2 separate regions of the Siniperca chuatsi genome follow, and region 2 is linked to region 1. Evidence: chromatin contacts called from public Hi-C data. All regions are on one chromosome and are shown on one strand. Each heading gives the region's core, a stretch centred on a gene start, on an enhancer-like site or on the middle of the called end of the contact. The rest is flanking DNA. Distances are from core to core; before and after follow the strand shown. Region 1 holds the start of pex13 (peroxisome biogenesis factor 13). Region 2 overlaps papolg (poly(A) polymerase gamma).

The links. Hi-C and Micro-C count contacts between places; a contact is called where the count stands out from the background.
Region 2: a contact with region 1 is called in a Hi-C map of liver, with 2.3 times the contacts expected there. The contact joins the enhancer-like site here to the promoter of pex13 in region 1. A contact is called at or near these places in 2 of 3 Hi-C or Micro-C datasets (liver and skeletal muscle).

What each region holds. Positions count from the first base shown.
Region 1 is chrLG11:5,760,044-5,765,343 of ASM2008510v1, reverse strand. It overlaps pex13 (peroxisome biogenesis factor 13), which reads left to right and starts at 2,384. Exons shown (of 4, transcript XM_044215439.1): 1 at 2,384-2,700; 2 at 3,453-4,159; 3 at 4,303-4,425. The coding sequence starts at 2,627.
Region 2 is chrLG11:5,798,149-5,803,361 of ASM2008510v1, reverse strand. It overlaps papolg (poly(A) polymerase gamma), which reads left to right. Exons shown (of 24, transcript XM_044214105.1): 7 at 662-773; 8 at 1,337-1,426; 9 at 1,706-1,844; 10 at 1,973-2,045; 11 at 3,881-4,001; 12 at 4,232-4,316; 13 at 5,201-5,213. Among protein-coding and RNA genes, the nearest start is that of papolg, 7.9 kb to the left of the region's middle. Within about 2 kb of position 2,176, the one cell type or tissue checked has an H3K27ac peak away from gene starts, as active enhancers do. A contact at or near this core is called in liver, where this site is marked.

The DNA of each region.
Region 1 (5,300 bases), core at 1,135-3,634:
AGCACACACACAGAGCAAAGGGGGAAGCAGTGTCTGTGAAAAGTACACCACATCACTTTCAGGCCAATCCAGCGGGCTGCCCAGCAAAAATACACCATATAACCAGTTAGAAACACTGGAATTTCAGAGTGAGTAAAGGAATGCTGTATTAGAGTGAATTCATACGTCTGGTTGGAGCAGTAGGCTAAATCTGTACTCAGGAACAGAAACAGTTTTGCTTAGGGATTCTTAGATCTATTTTTCTGATGATGACCACCTACTGTGTTTGTATAATGTAGGAATATACAGGGTAAGTTTGTGTCTGCCCCAGCAAGTTTTTTCAGTCTCTGTGAAATGTGTTGGCAATAATAGGCAACATTTTACCCCAAAAATGTCAGACTGCCATTATTGAGAATACTGGTGCAATGGTCTGGACTGCAGATAGACTGATGTTTCTTTTGCTGCATCTTCATTTTGGTGATTTCTTGCAACAAACGAGAAACAAACGAGATATACCGTGTTTGTTAGTGAGCTTCAGTGGTGCTGCTAAGCATATTTTTTATAACCTTTGGACAGAGTCAGGCTAGCTGTTTCCCCGTTTCCAGTCTTCATGCTAAACTAAGCTGACCATCTCCTGGCTGTAGCTTCGTATTTAACGGACATGAGACGTGAGAGTGGTATTCATCTTCTCATCTAACTCTCGCCAAGAAACCCGAAGCGTTTATGAGCCGTCAGCAGTTCACGTCACGAATGGCCTGAATGGGAGCAAAATCCCTGAAGAGTGGAGGCTGCAGCACAGCTTGGCCTGTAGTAGGCTCCATCCAACAATCACACATGGGTGTCATGTTCGGGTGTCATACTCATACTTTTGACCACGTAATGTATTTCCAATGCTCGTTTTTATATATTTGCTTGAATGTAATGATTTTTTTAATTGTCTTTGATTTTCTTATATCATCACAGTACAAAAGGTCACAGGCGCTCATCACAAACCCCAAATACCAGGACCATCATCAGCTCATGCATTCTTCCCACACACAGCGACATCACAAGCCAACACTTTTGTCACCTTTTGCTTGGGATCCTGACACCATCATGTCACAAACGGCAGCCTCAATCTCACACACCTACATTGTGGCATCACGCAGGCATTGTCTGTCGTCCTCCCCTTAGTGAATCTAACCCCCCACCACACACACACACACACACAACACTTGACATCACAGGGCTCCCTCCTAAAACCAAACCGTACACCTCTGCACTCACTGCCTGCGTGAAAGAGCAGCTTTCCTCATGCTCACGGCAGCGAAGTCACAAGCCGCCCCCTCACAAACCTTACTACAGGGTTAACTGAACGACACTTGGCCTGATTCTGAAAGCTAGTGAAAGCTCAAAGGGGAATCCACTCTCAAACCAAATTCATACATGTCATATAATTCAAATCTCAGAGCTGCCAGCAATGTCAGCAATAAAACTAGTCTGACGTAGGAAAATAGTGATAGTACTCAATGGGACAAACTAATTTTGCTACAGTTTTTATTTTTAAGCATTCTGCTTTACAAGCAATTCTCCATCTACTGTCAATGGTCTAGTTCTGTGAAATGATTGATCTATTTAAGATGGTGAGAATAGCATTCTTTCTCGTCATTTCTTTCTTAGAATGGATTTTCAGAGCAGAAAAAGCAGCTGTTAGCAGATCTTCACACCTTACAGTTGAGTGTTAAAAGAGGAAATCATGTCATGTGCAACACTATCTTCTCATGAAGGGGCTTTGGTCTAAGGACAGCCCACTTTTTTTGTATCATGTTTACTTGATAACAGTAGTCTGCTTATCCCGCTCACATTCTATATCTGAACTTCCTTGTGAAGGGTTGGGCAGGTACATAATAAAGTCCAAACCTTAGGACAGTGCTAATGTTTCTCTTTAGCCAAATCACTAGAAAATTTAAAATTACTGTTGTCAATGTGAGTGGACATTAGTTAGTAAACTACTAATGAAAACCACCGTGTATTTCAGTGGAGGGAAATTCCCTTTTTCCGTTTATATTTGTAAGCTGTAAATGTGTATAAAGAAGGTCTTCTTTTCTGATAAGCCACAGCGCCCTCTGCTGGACAGAAGTGAGAAGTGCATTTAATTGTTTAAGGGGCCAGGCTGTACTAATCGAGTGTCAAAAACACACAGGCTTTTTAATGAATTTGGGAGGTAATTTAAGCAGTGACAAAAAAATAAAGATATAAATTATAGTTACTGCTAAATATATTCAGCTCTTTAGATAGATTTAGTTCATACAAATACATATCTTCTATCAGTTATTCTGGTCTGACCACAGCACAACACATTTGGTGCCTTTAGGAGGTATCGGGAATATTATGAAAATTCCTTTTAACGTTGGAAATTCCATCATGTCTGTTTGGAGATTATGCCACGGAAGTCGTGCCATCCAACATCCAATAGACATAGATATGTACTAAATAAATCCAATATTGTTTAACGTGTTTATAGTCCCTTTAGGGCTATTTAATCCACGCACATATACATGAGCTGTGATATTAGAAGAAGGAAATTACGAAGAGCACGGGAAGGCATCAGGCATCCGGGACAACAAGTTCCGCATTATTTCTACACTTTAAAGACATATATTTTGTGATGGATTCACAGTCTCCGCCAAAGCCATGGGAAAGGCGTATTCCAGGGGCAATGAGTGCACCTATAAATTACAGGTAAACTTGCTATAGCGGCGTTAGCTTGGTCGCCGAGGCCTTTGTGTGTTTAACGTACTGACGGCAGCTGGTTCGGTGTTGTTGCTAGCTAGTTTATGCTAAGATTGTTGCACAAGCGAGAGGATATCCAAACTGTAAACTTTGACACGGTGGTATGAGTCTTTACCAGTTAACCACTCGTATTTCCATTTGTCAGAATATTTTTTGCCAAGTACAGGCATTCAAACAAAGCAACAACTGTACAAATACCCAACCAACTAGCAGGCCCAATGAGGCCATGTAATCATGTACCTTCTTCGGGGGTATGGTAGGTGTTTCACGCTAGGCTCCCTTTATAACTACTTGTTTTTGTCGCATTTCTAAATGATGAACGTAAACGCCACACAAAAGTAGTTTTTAATACGATATTCAGCAGAAATTACGATAAAACTGTCTCCTTCTCACCTGTTCACTAATAACCTAAATGAAGCACTATTCGATTGAGGTCGCATCGCTGTTTGCAATTGTAAGCAATTTCATACCAACAACTTATTGACCACATTTGAAGAACGTAATTTTCGATGTTCAACGTTGTTCGAGCAAACCCACAGGTTTGTTTTTGAATGTCCTGGTATTGACCTAATGCCTGCTGTAGTTTAAGTTAAGCAGGCCCAATCTCACCCATGCTCTACTGTATCACAAAAAATAACATATATAAAATCACTGAAGCTGTTTTGAACTCTATGTCTTGTCTTGGCCTTTTCACCAAACAGGTCTACAAACTTTGGACCATCTGCAGGCCCCTCTTTATCTGCAGGCCCTCCTGTTCTGACCAGAATGGTGCCCCCAGTGCCCCCTCGTCCCGTCCAGCAGGGCTACCGCCCATCCTACAGTTCTTTCAACTCCTCTTACAGCCCCTATGGGAGCTCCATCTATGGGGGGTACAACCCCTACAGCTATGGTGGTGGCTACGGCCTGGGAGGTTACAGCCGCCTCCCCCTCACGGAGGACGTTGCCCCCAGCCGGTTCGTGCAACAGGCTGAGGAGAGCAGCCGCGGTGCCTTCCAGTCCATCGAGAGCATTGTCCAGGCCTTTTCCTCAGTTAGTATGATGCTGGACGCCACCTTTTCAGCTGTGTATAACAGCTTCCGTGCTGTGCTGGATGTAGCCAATCACCTAACACGGCTGCGTACACACCTCACCCGAGTTTTGTCAGCCTTTGCTCTGGTACGCACCTTGCGCTACCTCTACCGACGGTTACAGAGGCTGCTGGGGCGAAGGTCAGACGCTGAGGTTGAAGACTTGTGGGCAGACAGTGCATGTGATGTTCTGGCTACAAGTGCATCCAGAGGAATTGGAGCAGGGATGGAGGATCAGCCCGTGAAGTCCTGGCCAATCTTTCTGTTTTTCGCTGTAGTCTTGGGGGGACCCTACCTTATCTGGAAGCTGCTGAGCTCCAGCCCTGGCTCTGAAGAAAACGGTGAGGCTTACATTCAAGATTTTGTACTTGCAGATGAGATGGCGAACTTCCACATTTTTATACACATGACGTTTTTAAGTTTTGGTGTATGTAGTTGTCCTTTACTCCTAACAAGTAAACATGTTTTGTGTTGCTTTATTTAGCCACTAACTGGGCTAGCGGGGAGGATGACCATGTAGTGGCCAGAGCAGAGTATGACTTTTCAGCTGCATCTGAGGAGGAGATTTCTATGCGGGCCGGAGACATGCTGAACCTTGCCCCTAAAGGTGAGAGCTCCTTTAATGGCTGCTGTCCTCACGTTTCTCTCATACGAAAATGGTTGAACACATCTGGGGGTGTACTAGGCCATTATGGTCAGTGTTGAAAGTCACTGAATACAAGTGTTTTATGGCAATATTGGATTTGAGTATGTTTTTTTTTGTTTTTTGTTTTTTTGCATCACTGTGATGAAGTTTCTCATCTGGTTATTTTATCCATAAACAGTTTGAGTTGATTTTCCAGAAAATGTATTATATCACAATATATATCAATATCACAACACACAAAATTACATATACGCAGTGCTATAGGGGTGGGCGATATGGCCCTAAAATAATATCCCGATATTTCAGGGTATTTCTGTGATAATGATATTCTTGATGATATGACAAAATACTGGAAAATATTTTTGGTTTAGAACTCACAATAGCTGTTGCGCTTTCCTCGCTGGATTTTTGGCTCTCCTCATTCCCACCCGGGTGCTTTTGCTTGAGGTGGTGAAACGTGTTTGTTGTATTGCCCCCTTTTGTTGTTACAGTCTTCTTACACTTCTTACACATTACGATATGGTACACCCCTACACTCCTAGCCTGGGGTATTTTGGTAGATTTCTTGCTACTCTGTTTTACAGTAGACTAGTGCAGTGGCCGTTCAAAACGTGCCTGTTTGGAACGGGCCGATTTCTTGGCCTCCGGTATTGCTGCTTCAGTGCATAGAAAAATGAATACTGTTGATTTGAGGTGTGAATGAGTATACCAACAACATGAAACTAACATTCAGTTATACACAGATGTTAAGTAGGCCTACTATAATAGTAAATATTTTCTCATTTCAAGTATAATGAGGGCTGCATTTAAAAATAAACACATAAAAGCGAGGTTTC
Region 2 (5,213 bases), core at 927-3,426, 38 kb before region 1:
AAGCTTTTATAGGTAACGTGTTGTTAAGCATAGGTAGGGCTGTGATTGTAAAGAGTTACAGCTAAAGGGTACTAATGTCTGCTATAATAGCTGTGCAAAGACTGATGGTTTTGATTTCCAGTTTGGATCAGACTTAACAAAAAATGTGTACAAATTAAAACAGGTTTTCTCAGGCCGAGGTAGGAACTTCATGACACATGTTAGTGGTTCAGTTTGTAGTTAAGGTCTATGAAAACTTCTACAACAGTGCAGAAAAGGAGATGTAGAATAAGGTGACCGAGAGGAGCATTAACATGACCATAATCTGCCAAAATTTTAAACCTCTGGGCAAGTTTTGTATTGTGCCTTGATGAAATTTCTAAATAAAACATTTAAACAGAATAATGTAAACGCTCATCCTACTGTGCCATACTGCCATTCCTACAAGAAAAAAATGGGTTAAGCAGCCCTTGTCTACCAATTCATGACTTAAAACAATTTGTTCTGCCTACCATTTTGGCTGTCTAACCTCAGTCCCTTATGTATCTGATTCTGAGAACCACCAAGTTCAGAAATTTTTGACTTCCTGCTACCCCGAACAGGATTGGCGGTTATAGAAGATGAGTGATTTTTACTGTTTCATCTCCTATTTACTCATATTTTTCTGTCTCTGTCGGAGCAGATTGACCTGCTTTTCGCCAGACTCGCCTTACAGTCCATTCCAGACAACCTGGACCTGAGGGGGGACTCCATCCTGAGAAACTTGGACATTCGGTGTATCCGCAGCCTTAATGGTACACTTCATGGCTTCTATTGGATTGTATACATACAGTACAGAAGTTGATATTGACTTGAGGCCTGATGCTGGTGCTGTTTTCCAAAGTGACATTTAATAAGTACAATAGTAGAGGCAGGTATATGAATCTAAACAACATAAGTTTGTTTTCTTCTGAAACCGTAACCTTCTCTTTCTAGGAATTTACACATTAACTGTAAATGTGTAATACTTTTCTCAGTCGTAGAAAAGGTTTCAGTCGTGGTCATCTGGACACTGTTGTCAGAATCAAGACGTTTCGGTTCCCATCCGGAAGTCATTCTCAATTGTGAAAAATGGACCGGGAACTCCGAAATTTAAGCTACTCTGAGTTACTTAAGCCCTGCCCTCAGGAAGGAATCTTCCTGAGTATCCTTGAGTAATTGAGAATGACTTCCGGATGGGAACCAAAACGTCTTGATTCTGACAACAGTGTTCAGATGACTACGACTGAAACCTTTTCTACGATAGAACACTCCTGGACGAATGAGGGACCGTCTTACTTTTCTCAGTGTTTTGGGTTTCTGACATTTTGTCTTACAGGCTGTCGGGTGACCGATGAAATTTTGTACCTGGTGCCAAACAAAGAAAACTTCAGGCTGACATTGAGAGCCATCAAACTGTGGGCAAAACGTATGTGGATTCAATGTTCTAGTAATCTGTTATTATTGCATTTTATTGCATCCATGGGTGTCATTCAGTAGTTGTCACAATTTAAGAGCTAATATCAAATACATAAATGCTCAAAAAAGTGGCAGTGACAAATTTGTGTGTAGAACTTAAGATATTTGCCTCCTACAGGTGTCCTCCCAGTTTTGTGTATACTTTACAAACCGACACTGCTAATCTTTTAGATAACACCAATATTTTGAAGGTGCCACAACCTTATTGTACTGCGTCCTCTGCCCGCAGGTCGTGGGATCTACTCCAACATGCTGGGGTTTCTGGGTGGAGTGTCATGGGCCATGCTAGTGGCCAGGACCTGTCAGCTCTACCCTAACGCTGTGGCTGCCACGCTGGTCCACAAGTTCTTCTTGGTGTTTTCCAAATGGTGAGAATTTAGTTCTTGCGATTGTAACTTGCTACTTTCCTTTTCCACTTGATGGCAGTATTTCACAGCCATGTGCAATGCCAATTGTATTCGGTATTCACACGTTTTACTACATGTCCATCCTACAGGGAGTGGCCAAATCCTGTGCTATTGAAACAGCCTGAGGACAGTAATCTGAATTTACCTGTGTGGGATCCTAGAGTGAGTATGACGCCAGTGTTTTATTTCCACGTTTATAATGATGTTATGCCTAAGTTTTGTATGTGTATTGGTGTGCAGACACAGGAAACAGTATCTGGAGTTAATCTGAGTTTTGAAAAGTTTGTTGGTGTGTCATGGTTAGCTAAACAGATAGAGTATAGGTACATTTATTTTCTCTTATTTCATGTCTCCTCATTCCTCTGTCATCATGTGACCCGGAAATTGATCGGGTCCCCTATATGAGTTCCATGCCCTTAACTCTGCTCGGAGGAGGCTTCCCAGAGCAGCTTGGAGCAAGGAAGACTTCCTACGTGGACGTCTTTTATCAGACAGACACACCCCTTCAGTAAAAATACATTAGCAATAGCACAACAGATCAGACAATTGTGTTTAAATCACATCAGTGCAACACTGCAATCAAAAACCTGTGTGGACAGAACGGTCCTGTGTGCAGTAAATATTTGTTTAGGACGCCTTTACACACTCTTGTCAGCTGTTCATTTGATTTTTGATTTTTTTTTAATAATTTTTTTTTCCTTGGCCAGGGCTTTGATATATTTGTTTTGGCTTTAGTTTTGTCTTACTGTTTTTTCATAATAATATCGTACATTTACTTATCCCAAACTAATTGGTCTACAGCCTTAATTGAAAACATTCTAGCTGTTGTAAATGCTGTGTCATGTTTGTAGTGTCCCTTCAGCAATAAACACATTTTAATTATCTAATGGTGTCGTTTCCGTTCAGTCACAGTACAGCCAACAATCACCATGCATTGGGCAGAAAGTATAGTTTTAGATACAATATTATAATTTCCCAAATGTTTTGGCTACTTTAATTATTTCTGTTTGCTGTGAGACATGCTCATTATAATGTAGACGATTAAAACGTTTGCAAGCAAAATGTAGTGCAGAAACAAATAATTGCATGGTAAAGGCTTTGCTGCCAGCAGAAATGGCTTAAAAGTCATGTGCAGTTAGCATCCAACTTCCTCTTACCTGTAGTGTTATTTGTCCATCTAGATTGTTTTGGTGTGAGTTGCCAAGTTTTGGAGATATCAGCCGTTGAGATGTCTGTCTTTTTTTGAATATAATGGGGCTATATGGCACTTGGCTTGTGGTGCTCAAAACTCCAAAAAACATTATTTGAAAAACTAAACAGCAATGTCTCTTTCCAGAAATCATGACCTGGTTATTCAAGATAATCCCCAGATTTGTTGTGAGCAGTTTCATGTAGGAACTATTTTCTCCTGAAAGTTCCTACATGAAACTGCTCACAACAAGGTCTGAGGATTAGCAGTACAGATAAGAGAAGAAATGTATTTTCGATTTTGGGGTTAACTTTCCCTTTTTAAGGCTCAATGGAAACATGTAATATTTCAGATTATGTTTTGTCATGTTGGAGAACATTAATATTAAATAGCTAAATAGTGGTGACTTGCTGTTTGGGTAGTACGTCACATCATTATTACATTAAATATTGATGGTAAAGCTCTGTTGCAGCTTTCATCAGTAACTGACAAATCATTTTGCATGTTTGAAAGGGAAGTACATGTCATTTTACAATATGTTTCCTTGATTCCTCACATCACTTGAGGGAAAAAATGCAAATGAGGGAAACGTGAAAACCGTAAAGTGAATTGGGATGTACCCTCTGTGTGTGTGGGTGTGGGGTGGGGGGTACCCTTGGTTTTATGATGCCTTTCAGTGCGTGGGTGTGAAGTTGCGCTACTCGTTCAGTTTGGTGGCTGGAGTGTGCTGGCGTGTTGGTGAAGGCTCTCATTTCTGCAGTGAAACCAATCTAGGTCCCTGTGCTGTGTTTTTTATTTATTTTTTTAGGTGAACCCATCTGACAGATACCACCTGATGCCCATCATCACACCTGCCTATCCCCAGCAGAACTCCACGTACAACGTCTCCACGTCAACACGCACCATCATGAGCGAGGAGTTCAAATACGGTAATGCAGACTGCATGACTGAAACAGCACTGAAACATTTAATATCTGTTCACCTGGTTTTCCAGTTAAAATCTCATATCTCGTCTCACCTAGTTTTGTGAAAGGCAATGGTATTAGTACATTGCTAAGAATTTTAAGACCACCTTATTTTACATTTTTCAGTGTGTCATTTTGAATGTTGAATTGTTAAGCCTGATATGTCTTTGTCCCACTGTGTCTGGTGTGAACAGGCCTCAGCGTCACAGATGAGATTCTTCAGGGAAAAGCAGAATGGCCCAAACTCTTTGAGCCACCTAACTTTTTCCAAAAGTACAAGTAGGTGTTGATTTTTGTCAGTTAGTCAAGGATTGATGGATGGAACATTTTATTAACCAATGTAAGATGAATAAAAGTAGAGCTGCATGTTTTTCGTATATATGGCAGTCATGGTTTCCTTGCTTAGCATTAAGATCACAATTCTTTAACATGCAAGTTGTATGCATTTAACTTTCTTTTTTTTTTTTTCTTTTTTTTTTTATCAGCAAGTATCATGTAAGGGTATGTGGAAATGAACTGTTTGTGTGACATTAACAGTTTTGGCAGGCCATGGACTGTATTTGTGCAGTTGAAACTAAAACCGGAGGAAGTTTCTTCTTTTTTTTTTTCCGAACAACTTATTGTTTTCACTTTTTGGGTTTGGGCAGATTTGACTCATCCTAACTGTGGTCAGTAGAGTTTGGTCGACTCATTTTGTTTATGAAAGTTCCTTCCACGCAGTTCAAGTAACACAACTGTACCAGTTTTCTGCCAGGTTCTGTTGGCTGCTGCACCACCATTTGAGCTACATTAGTCACCTAAGCACTGTGTAGCACATTGAACCCAGGAGTTTTGATTATCAAAATGCTGCTGAATGACATCATTTAATGATCAAAATCGCATGTACACTAGAAATTAAGATTGCTGAATCATACATGTAAAGATGTACAGGGGCTGGACATAAGATCATTATGCATGTGCAGTAGTCTTTCAAGAAATAATGATTGTAATGAGGGAGGTTTTCATTCAATTGTATGGTTCTAAAGCTGTTTTTCATCATAAATAAACCTGAGGAGGGTTTCACTAATGCTGCAATAATGCCGCCAGCATTATGAGTCTTTTAGAGGTAGTCTGTTGGGTTGAGTTACTCTGCATCTTGCCTGATGTTCTGTTTTGTGCTACAGGCATTACATCGTT